Linked DNA regions of Mus musculus: regions 2 and 3 are each linked to region 1. The links are chromatin contacts, called in public Hi-C and HiChIP or PLAC-seq maps. All regions are on one chromosome and are shown on one strand. The core of a region is the stretch at or near the end of the contact, and the rest is flanking DNA. Distances in the headings are between cores, read along the strand shown. Region 1 holds the start of Arhgap6 (Rho GTPase activating protein 6). Region 2 holds the start of Frmpd4 (FERM and PDZ domain containing 4). Region 3 holds the start of Hccs (holocytochrome c synthetase).

The links. Hi-C and Micro-C count contacts between places; a contact is called where the count stands out from the background. HiChIP or PLAC-seq counts read pairs in DNA pulled down with a chosen protein or histone mark.
Region 2: an H3K4me3 HiChIP or PLAC-seq map of embryonic stem cells shows a contact between it and region 1, with 6 times the contacts expected there. The contact joins the promoter of Frmpd4 here to the promoter of Arhgap6 in region 1.
Region 3: a contact with region 1 is called in a Hi-C map of LSK cells, with 4 times the contacts expected there. The contact joins the promoter of Hccs here to the promoter of Arhgap6 in region 1.

Annotation. Positions count from the first base shown.
Region 1 is chrX:168,793,514-168,796,680 of GRCm38.p6, forward strand. Arhgap6 (Rho GTPase activating protein 6) reads left to right here and starts at 1,586. Exons shown (of 13, transcript NM_009707.4): 1 at 1,586-3,167. The coding sequence starts at 2,708.
Region 2 is chrX:168,121,455-168,124,621 of GRCm38.p6, forward strand. It overlaps Frmpd4 (FERM and PDZ domain containing 4), which reads right to left and starts at 1,487. Exons shown (of 17, transcript NM_001368936.1): 1 at 1,332-1,487. The coding sequence starts at 1,372.
Region 3 is chrX:169,318,698-169,321,864 of GRCm38.p6, forward strand. It overlaps Hccs (holocytochrome c synthetase), which reads right to left and starts at 1,675. Exons shown (of 7, transcript NM_001331049.1): 1 at 1,279-1,675; 2 at 741-893. The coding sequence starts at 852. Gm15246 (predicted gene 15246) reads left to right here and starts at 1,698. Exons shown (of 6, transcript NM_001361166.1): 1 at 1,698-2,000.

The DNA of each region.
Region 1 (3,167 bases), core at 336-2,835:
AATTTAAAATAACAATAGGCACTGTCTTAGTGACCCAAAGCAATATAGGTCATAGTCCATTATCAAAGGAAGTCTGGGCAGGAACTCAAGTAGGGCAGCAAACAGGAGGTAGAGGTACGAGCTGATTCAGATGCCATGAAAGGGTGCTGCTTACTAGCTTGCTCTACATGGCTTGCTCAGCCTGCTTGCTTATAGCACCCAGAACTACCAGCCTAGAGATCTATCTCCCTGACCACAATCAGCAGGCAGAAGGAGGGAGGGTGGAGCAGGGGGTGGGAGTGGGGCATGGTGCTCCAGAATCAATCACTAAATAAAAAAATGCCCCACAGTCTTGCCTACAGCCCAATCTCATGGGGGCATTTTCTCATTTGCTCTCAACTGAGGATTTTTCCTCTCTGATGACTCTAGCTTATATCAAATTAACATAAAACTAGCCAGGACAGTCACCCCCTACTGCCCTCCCCCCACAGACACACACACCACAAAACACCCAACGAAACAAACAAACAAACCCTTAAACAAATCATCTTTACCCAGAAGGTTATTTCCATTCAAGCTAACACAGGAGTGCTGCCTCCTGCATTCGCAAAGAGAAATACAGGCTACAGGAGGAATCAGAGTAGGATGTCCCATACTTTTGTGTAGGTGATAAATTTTCCTGCTAATTAGATTCCATGACCTGCCTTCTCCTAATCAATAAATACAAACTATTGAGTAGTGGATAGTAAATCACCTAGGAAGTTCAAGGTGGCATTGTCAAAAGGCACAGTAAAGTAACCCACCTCTGCATCCAGCATCAAAGGTATAAGCGCTTCTATAAATAAAACTTGAGCAGTTGCTGGTATTTACACAAGGCTTGTGTCAAACACTCGTATTAATAACTCCGTTATACGCTTTTAAAAGAAATGACGTTTCATTTTTTATTTGTAGTCAGTTATCATCACTCCCACATATTTTGGTTTTGAACAAACAGAACCACAAGAAGTCACTTATTTCCAACATTCGGACCAATCCCTGCAGTCCCTGCAGAGATGATTTTAAGATGCCTAGCAAAATTTAAGTGTGACATCAGAAAGCCCCAGGAGAGGCAGGCAAGGCTTTATAGATTTATAGATTCCATGAGTGGGCAAGTGAGAGAAACTGCTTCAGGTCCGTTTCCAAGCCTGGACTGCTGACTATGACTTCTGTGTTTATCAGTTACCCAAGATTTGGCAGCTGAGCCCTGTGCTCAGGAGCTTTCTGGGGCGACCCCGGAGGCCAGTTAACTTTAGTTGGTGTCAGTCTCCACCCGGACCAAGCTCTGTTCACCTCTCCTACATAGAACATATCTACACACGTGCGCAGGACCCTGACACGCGAGGACTCTCCACCAAAAAATAAAAAATAAAAAGGCGGGGTTGTGGGTGGGAGAAAAGAAAGCAGGGGATTTAACTCTAAGTTCAGAAAAACCGTCCAGAGCTGCGGGTCTGACACCAGTGGGTGGGGTGCAATCTGACACTCCCCTTCCTTTTGCAGAAACGTGTGTGGAGACCGCGAGCCCCTGGCTTGGGGGGAGGGGAGTCGGGGGGGGGGGGAGTAGGTCCGCACTTCCGTCCTCAAGACTTTCTCCCTAGAGGCCGGGTATCAGAGACCAGCTGCTGGCTCTCTGAGCTACTTCCCAGGTTTGGCGCCTGGAAAAGTTCACGTTCTGCATTCTCCTGCTTCTGGCTCCGCCCCGGCTCCAGACCCTGCGTTCTTCTGGCCTTACCCGGGACGGGCCACCCCTTTCCCCGCTGCCTCTGGCGCGAGGGTGCTGGGACATCTCTGAGCCAGCTCTGGGCCCAACCAAGGTTGGCAGCAAATATCAAGTGTCGCTCTTCTAGAGGAACACGGATACTCGCTTCAGAGACTGTCTTCTGAGCGCAGACCTTTCTGAGTAGTGCTGAGCGCAGCGGGGGAGTTCTTTGACACCGTTGTCGCTCAGTGCTTGGAAGGCCCGGGACGCAGCACATATGGTGTCCCACTGAGTCAACAGCGGGACTGCGCGGGAACGTGAACTTGGAGACACTTTGGAGCCTCGTCAATCAGAAAGGGGGACTTAGCAACCCAGCTGATCCCCCAAAGCACAGCCGCGGTCCCCAAGTTACCAAGAAGGTGCACTGGGGGCGCAGCCGGACAGCTGAGCTGGGGTGCTCCAGAGGACTTTTCACTGCGCCGGGAGCACCAAGGATCCGCTCAGGGCGGACTCTCAGGCAGCCTCCTCCCTAGCCCTCGGGATTGTCCTCAGGCCACGAGGAGGAGCTTGCTGGTGATTTCGAGGCTGTCCGGAGCCAGAGAGCCGAAGCGCAGTGTCTCCCGCCTTCAGCTGGGAAGGGGGAGTGGCGCTGGCGGGTTGGAGCTGAGATCTCAGCTAGTCACTGACCTCCTTCCTCCTCTTCCTTAGCCTCTTTGAGACTTGGACTCCTGAGGAAGATTCTAGAGACGGTAAAGGGACCTGGACCTCTTGTTTCCCAAAAGGCTGGGGATGGAGCTCCTGTTTCTGCCTCCGCAGGGACACTTGGAGTGCGCTGGTGGCGCGTGAACGGGGCACTGCTTTCTACCTTCCTCGGCGAGCCCCGCCTGGCAGTTTTCCCCTACTCTACTTTGGCCACTTGTTTTCTCAGGTCACAGTCTCCCGCTATCTAGGAGGGAAGACAAGAAGGTGGCCTTCAGACCCAGCCCTGCCGAGATGTCCGCGCAGAGCCTGCTGCACAGTGTCTTCTCCTGCTCCTCGCCCGCGTCGGGCGGCACGGCCTCGGCCAAGGGATTCTCCAAAAGGAAGCTGCGCCAGACGCGCAGCCTGGACCCAGCTCTGATCGGTGGCTGCGGGAGCGAGATGGGCGCCGAGGGCGGCCTGCGGGGCTCCACAGTAAGCCGCCTCCATTCTCCACAGCTCTTAGCAGAGGGTCTCGGTTCCCGCTTAGCTTCTTCTCCCCGGAGTCAGCACCTTCGGGCTACCCGGTTCCAGACTCCGAGACCTCTGTGCTCGTCTTTTTCCACACCAAGTACCCCGCAAGAAAAGTCGCCTTCTGGCAGCTTCCACTTTGACTACGAGGTCCCACTGAGTCGCAGTGGTCTCAAGAAGAGCATGGCCTGGGACTTGCCTTCTGTCCTGGCCGGGTCCGGGTCCGCTAGTAGCCGCAGTCCCG
Region 2 (3,167 bases), core at 237-2,736, 670 kb before region 1:
TCACACATCGGCCCTGTGATCTGCAGGAACCTTCGTGGGTGGCTCTACGACACATTTATCTACCACCCTAGTATCTCCAATCTTCCCAGAGTAAGTTACATAGGGATCCTTTCCCTAAGGTAATCTATGCCTGATGTGAAGATTAACCTATATGATTGAGAGCATACAGGGATGGGCAGGGAAAACAAAGAGCTGCAGTTGTTGGCACTATCCAAACCTGAGGGCTGTGAGTGCCTCTGATAGGACTGGGCAAACCAAGTCAACATATTTTTCTGCCTCGGGTTTTTGAGATTGTTCATCTTTTTTATGCAATCAACACATTTTACTCTTATCCCATAGAATAAAGGAAAGTATAGCATGATACTTGATCTTAAAAAGTGCTTATCTGATAGGGGTTATTGCCCTAGACCTCCAAGACACAGGGTCTGCCAGAGTCTTGCAAAGAAGTAGGAAGACATAGTTTCCCAACACCTCTCCTGCCCACCTCTCTCAGTTATTGCCCCAAGCACAAGACCTGACTTGTTGTGTACAGTGAAGATTTTGGAAGCACAGCAGGGCAGGGAATAAATGAGTACTCTGACCAGATACTACTTAGGTAGCCACAAAGTGGCAGGCAATGTTACTATTCTCTTATCGACACTGCTGGGGAAAGGAATCTTCCTGATTTGATGATTCCGCTTTAGTTTCAATCATAACACAGCTACTTAGAAGCAAATTTCTAAATCTCCAAGGCTTTAGATTTATTTCCACAGTTACCCAAAGAATGGCTGAAAGCCTTTTTCTTCTACCTCCATGACTTTGCCATCTGGGTCCCTGCTGGAAACATCCGGGTCAACCTTCAAACTGACTTTTCCAGGGCATAGAGGACTAATTTAGGGGTAGGGAAAGGGGGTTTTTGGGTCCTTGCTGTTTGGAAATCAAGTACCTAAGCTCGAAATACTTCTGGTTTTCCCTAGTAAAATCGATTTCAACCATCATCTCTTGACCCTTAACATAGAGTGTGACCCCTAATCCCCACTGTGGCTTTTTCTGAGGGAAAACAAGCTGTGCTGAATATCTGGTGGGGGTGGTGGTGTCTGTGTGTCTGTGTCAGTGTGTGTGTGTGTGTGTGTGTGTGTGTGTGTGTGTGTGTGTGCTCTATTTTGGGGGCTATAAAACCCCATCAGAAAGGGAGAAATAAGTTGAAGGCAGCAGCCTCGGGTCCTTTTCTTTTGGTCCTACCTTAAGCCTGGCTGCTCTTTTAAGCTTTTGCTCTTTCCAGCCCCCAGAAAAATAAAGCACCAAGTTTCTGCGGAAGCCCTAGGTGCAAAGAAAACCCGCGCGGTCCCTACCTGGAAAGCTTTGGAATCTTCACAAAGCTGAAGACATCCATGTAGGCAGCTTGGGGACCCCAGAGCCTGGAGGCTCCGTTGCCCCTTCTCACACCAGCAAAGGCAGCCTCAGCAGCCCCATGGCCAGGACCTCAGTGCGCCTGGGGTTTGAGTGGCAGCAGCGGGTGGTGGCGGAGACCCAGGAGGGCCAGTACCTGGAGGCGGCGGCTGCTACCCCCCTCCGGCCGTGAGCTGCGTGTGCATCCCCAAGCAGGACCATTGATGGGCGCCCGCTTCGGGAAAACTCAATGGAGAAGGAGCCAGGCTGGGCACAAGGAGCGGGGGCGGGGAGCACGGCCCGGGTCCTGCGCCCCGCCCTGAGAGCTTTGGCTCTAAGGACCGCCAGGCGCCCTGAGGACCAGAGGCTAGGGTGAGGGGTGCTGCTCCTGCTTCCCAGCCTTTGGGGCCCAGGGTCCCACGCACCGAAGATCGCAGACTGAACCAGGAGGCGGCGGGCAAGCTTGGCACACGCGCACGCACCCCTCACAGCACTGCAGCTGCCTCCCTGCCTCCTTCCCCGAGTCCCTTTCTCGCCTCCCTACCCCCACCCGCCCAGGGGGAGGGGGCACTCTCCTGTCACCCGCTCCGGGAGCCTCCAGATCCTTTAGATCTGCTCCAACAGTCCTTAGCGTGCTGCAGGACCGCGACACACTACCTCCAGCCTCCAAAAACCATAGGGAGAGCAATGCAACCGCAGGCGGCCCTAGGCTTCCGTAAACAGAACTAGGGATGGGAAGAAGCGACGGGATCGTTTGTCAGGGGAAGGGAAGGGAGATACCCAGCGGAGTGGGCTCAGTTTTGAGAGCTCAAGAGTTCCCTCTGCTTTCCCTGAACCACTGGAGCGAGACGTGGCTGTTGGGATAACTGGAAAGGTGTGTTCTTTGGACAGCAGCACCACAGCAGCGTTGGTGAAATAAGCACAGGATGAATTTGCGGGGTGCAGGGATAAACACAGCTGCTCCTTACTAGAGGAAAAGAGAACTCGGGGTCCCAGGAGCTGGGGTGGGGGCGGGGTGCAGCGCTAATTAGGAGGGGCTGAGGATGACAGGGAAGAGAAGGGTTGCTAGCTAGGTCTGGCGGGCGGAGCAAGCTGCCTTTTCAAATTGAGGGTGGGCAAAACCGTAAAGGGGAGGGGGAGAGAAACCTTGCGAGAAGCACAAACCAAACACTGAACACTCACCTTAGACAGAGTAAACTCCAAGTTGCAGCCATTTAGAACTCCTAGGCTTTCTTCTTTTTTTTTTACATAATTACCTTGGAGAATCACGCCTGTTCCTTAACTCACTGCTAGCTTTCCTTGAGGCTTGGGCTTCTCTCGGGGCTTCACCTTTTTTCTTCTTTCTCTCAGAGTCTTAAGGAGTCTTCTCTCAGACTCTTCAGGATCTCTCCCCAGAGTCAGTGAAGGTCAGCTGGCTTCACTGGAGTGCTTACCCCACCGCAGACAGCTCTCACCTGGCGACAGGGCAACCGCAAAGAGCCAATGCCTCCCGCGAAAGATTGGAGGCTCTGGCTTGGAGGCTCCAGCTAGCCAGTGCGTGTCTCTCTCTCTCTCTCTCTCTCTCTCTCTCTCTCTCTCTCTCTCCAAGGGATTAAGGAAGAGGAAATAGGTTTAAACTTCCCAGACTTCTGCTTTTGCTGTTATATTTAAAGTCTTTCAGTATTCAGACCCGGGACTTCCATGTTATTTTTAAGGCATTTCTCTCCAAATTAAACATAAAATCAGTAACAATCTGCACAATCTAGATGAAATAACACTCAGGCATAAATTACAGATTTTCTTTTGAATAGGCAGGGAAA
Region 3 (3,167 bases), core at 425-2,924, 530 kb after region 1:
CTCATTAAAGAACTGTTTTGTTTCCAGCCTAGCACTGACATAATGCTCTATAAATTCACTTGGTGAAGGCTGATTTTGACCTAGATGAAGACCTTAACAGATATGGGAGTAGTGTATTTCAAACAGCTACACCGAGGTTTATTCAGCTCTGGCACCCTTACTATTTATGGACCAAAGACTCCATGTCTGAGGCTGTATGATGTCTATTTAGCACTATCTAATACCACCCCAGTCTATGTCAGCAGAACCATTTCCTCTCAGTTGTGAGAACCAAAATATGTATTCAATGATGGCTCTTTACATGCATAGCTGAAAGCCACTGATGTAGGCACTGGTAAACTTTGGAAAGACAAGGCTGATTTAAGGAAAAATTGCATAGATGACAGACTGTGAGATATAAAAAAAATTGTTTATGATAATATCTAGTGAGCAGCCAAATTGGACCAGCCCCAGAGTGCCTTAGTCCCGCTTTGCAAGCCTCACTACCAAGCTACAACTCTAGAACTGTGGCTCTCAGCCTGTGGGTTGACCCCTCTGGCAACGCACTATCTCCAACAATATTTCCATGACGAGTCAGAACAGAAGCAAACTTACAGTAATGACGTTGAAAGGAAAATAATGTTGTGGTTGAGTCACCACAACGTGCAGAACTGGGTCAAAGGGTCCAGCATTAGGAAGGTTTGAGAACCACCGCTCTAGAATCACTAGCTTTCTTTTAATTTTCGAGACAGGCAAGTTACCTTTCCTTTGCCCTTTATGCATCGGGCATCCTGAAGGTGGTGAAGCTGGCTGACCATCTGAAGCATTCGAGGCGTTTACTGCAGTAGCAGGAGAAGATGCTGAGGCACCCATGGCTGGAATCACAGGGGTCACTCCCAATCTAAAATACCCAGCTGCCAAAGCAAGAAATCAGATTAAAACGTGGAGGCTAAACAGTTGATATCCCCTTGTTATTCTGATCCTGGCTGGCCCTGGCTTTTTTTCACCATCCCTTGGGAGAGTAAGAGGTAGGGCACTGGTTCGGGGGTGGGGGTGGGGGGTGGTGAGGGGACACTTTGAAAACAGTGCCTCCATTGGGAAAATACCTTGAAGCCTATGCCACCATTTGGGGACCCGTGCCAGAGTCTGGAAACTTGTAAGATGCAACCACGTCGTGAAGACGGGTGTAGTCTTGATGGTGGGGTCCAAGGGAAAATACACTGAACTAGCCTCGAACCCGTGTTCCCAGTAGGGCAGGCGCCTCAGGGAAAATAGGAAGGTTAAAAAAAAAAAAGTCACCAAAACGGGAGGCAAGGAGCGGCGAAGGGCAGGAAGCCACCAGTGTTGCCTTCCCGTCTATGCGCGTCCCACCGGCACCGCGGTCTGCACAGTGCACCGGCTCCAGCCGGACCCGGACGCCGTCCTGTCCCCAAGTCACCTCGCCGACTGTCCCGCGCCGCGCGGCCCCGAGCGCGTCAACCTGCCCAGCCGAACTCACTCGGCAGCCGCCGGCTCCAGCCGAACCCGGGCGCCGCCCTGCCCCCAAGTCTCCGCTCCGACTTGTCCCGCGCGGCGCGGCCGCGAGCGCGTCGAACCGCCCAGCCGAAGTCGCTCGGCTGCACCCGCGGTTTTTCCTCACGCGGGGTCACCGCTAACGTCCGGTCACAGCCGGCGTTCTCGGGCGCCGTTACTTCCTGTTCCGAAGGCGGGACTTCCGGGAGCACGAGGCAAGCTCGCGCTGAGGAGAGGAACGGTCGTCAGGTCGGGCGGATCGCTCCCACCCCCTTCCGCTCCGAGGCCTCGAGCCGCCCGAGCCTTCTCTCCGTCTCCGCCCCTACGTGCGGGGCGGTGTGTTTAAGGGCGGGTCGGTCCACCCCTTCTCGCTCCGCGGCCTATAGGCGCCCGAGCCTTCTCTCCGTCTCCGCCCCTACGGGCCAGGCGGTGTTTTTTAACTCCGCCGGCCGGCCGGTAAGCCGCTCAGGGTGAGAAGTTAGGGAACCGCGGGGTGTCGCTTCCGAGGGGTAAGGCACGTCGCTGTGTTTTTCTAAGTCATCTCCTTAGGTTCTTGAAAGGTCAACTTGTATTTTTTCTTTTTTGGTTTTTCGAGACAGGGTTTCTCTGTGTAGCCCTGGCTGTCCTGGAACTCACTGTGTAGACCAGGCTGGCCTCGAACTCAGAAATCCGCCTGCCTCTGCCTCTGCCTCCTGAAGGCTGGGATTAAAGGCGTGCGCCACCACCGCCCGCTCAACTTGTATTTTTTAATGAACAAGCGATATTTGTGCTTATTTGTGGAATAAAGTGCTATAATTAAGTAGACGCACTTAAACTTCCACCGCCTAGTCCTTTCAAGGACTCTGGCAACCGTTGTGAGTGTACTCCATGGAATTCACAGCCTTCATCTAAGTAGTATATTTCATATTACACAAAGTACGTTTTTATATTACTTGTGTAGGGTAAACCAGCAGATAGGAGATGGTTATTGTATTGGTTAGGTTTTTGTTAACTTGAATGGAGTCACTGTCTTCATCAGACGGCCCAGTGGGCAAGCCTATGGGGACATTTTCTCCATATCTGTATCCGGTACCACCGATGGGCTAGCTTATATTAAGAAAGCAAAGTGAGCCATGGGACCAAGCAAGCCAGTATGTGGTGTACCTCCATGGCCTCCATGGCTTTTGATTCCTTGGTGGCTTCAGGTTCCTGCTTTGAGTTCTGTGGGACCCCATGAAAATGGCCCCCTTTCATATTAATGTGACCATTGTTTAGGTCTTCTTTATGAAGACATTTCTAGGAGCGTTGGTCCACAGCAGACTTCCTGGTACTCTGGATCTTAAAGTGTTATGCCCCCTCTTCAGTGATAGTCTGGTTTTTTGCTAGTCTTTGGTTCTTGTGGGGAGCATTGTCGGTCCAAGTGGTACAACTTCTTCTAAGGCAGTGGTTCTAACCTCTCAAAGCTCCAACCCTTTAATACAGATCTTCATGTTCTGATGATCCTCGCAAGTATAAAATTATTGTTACCACTACATAACTATAATTTTGTTACTGTTATGAATAATAATGTAAATATCTGATTTACAGATCGTGAGCCATAGGTTGGGAATACATAAATCTAGTCTGTTAATTCTGTTTTGATGTTTCTGCGTCTATGATTTCACAGGTAACAACGTAATTGCATAATATATATTATC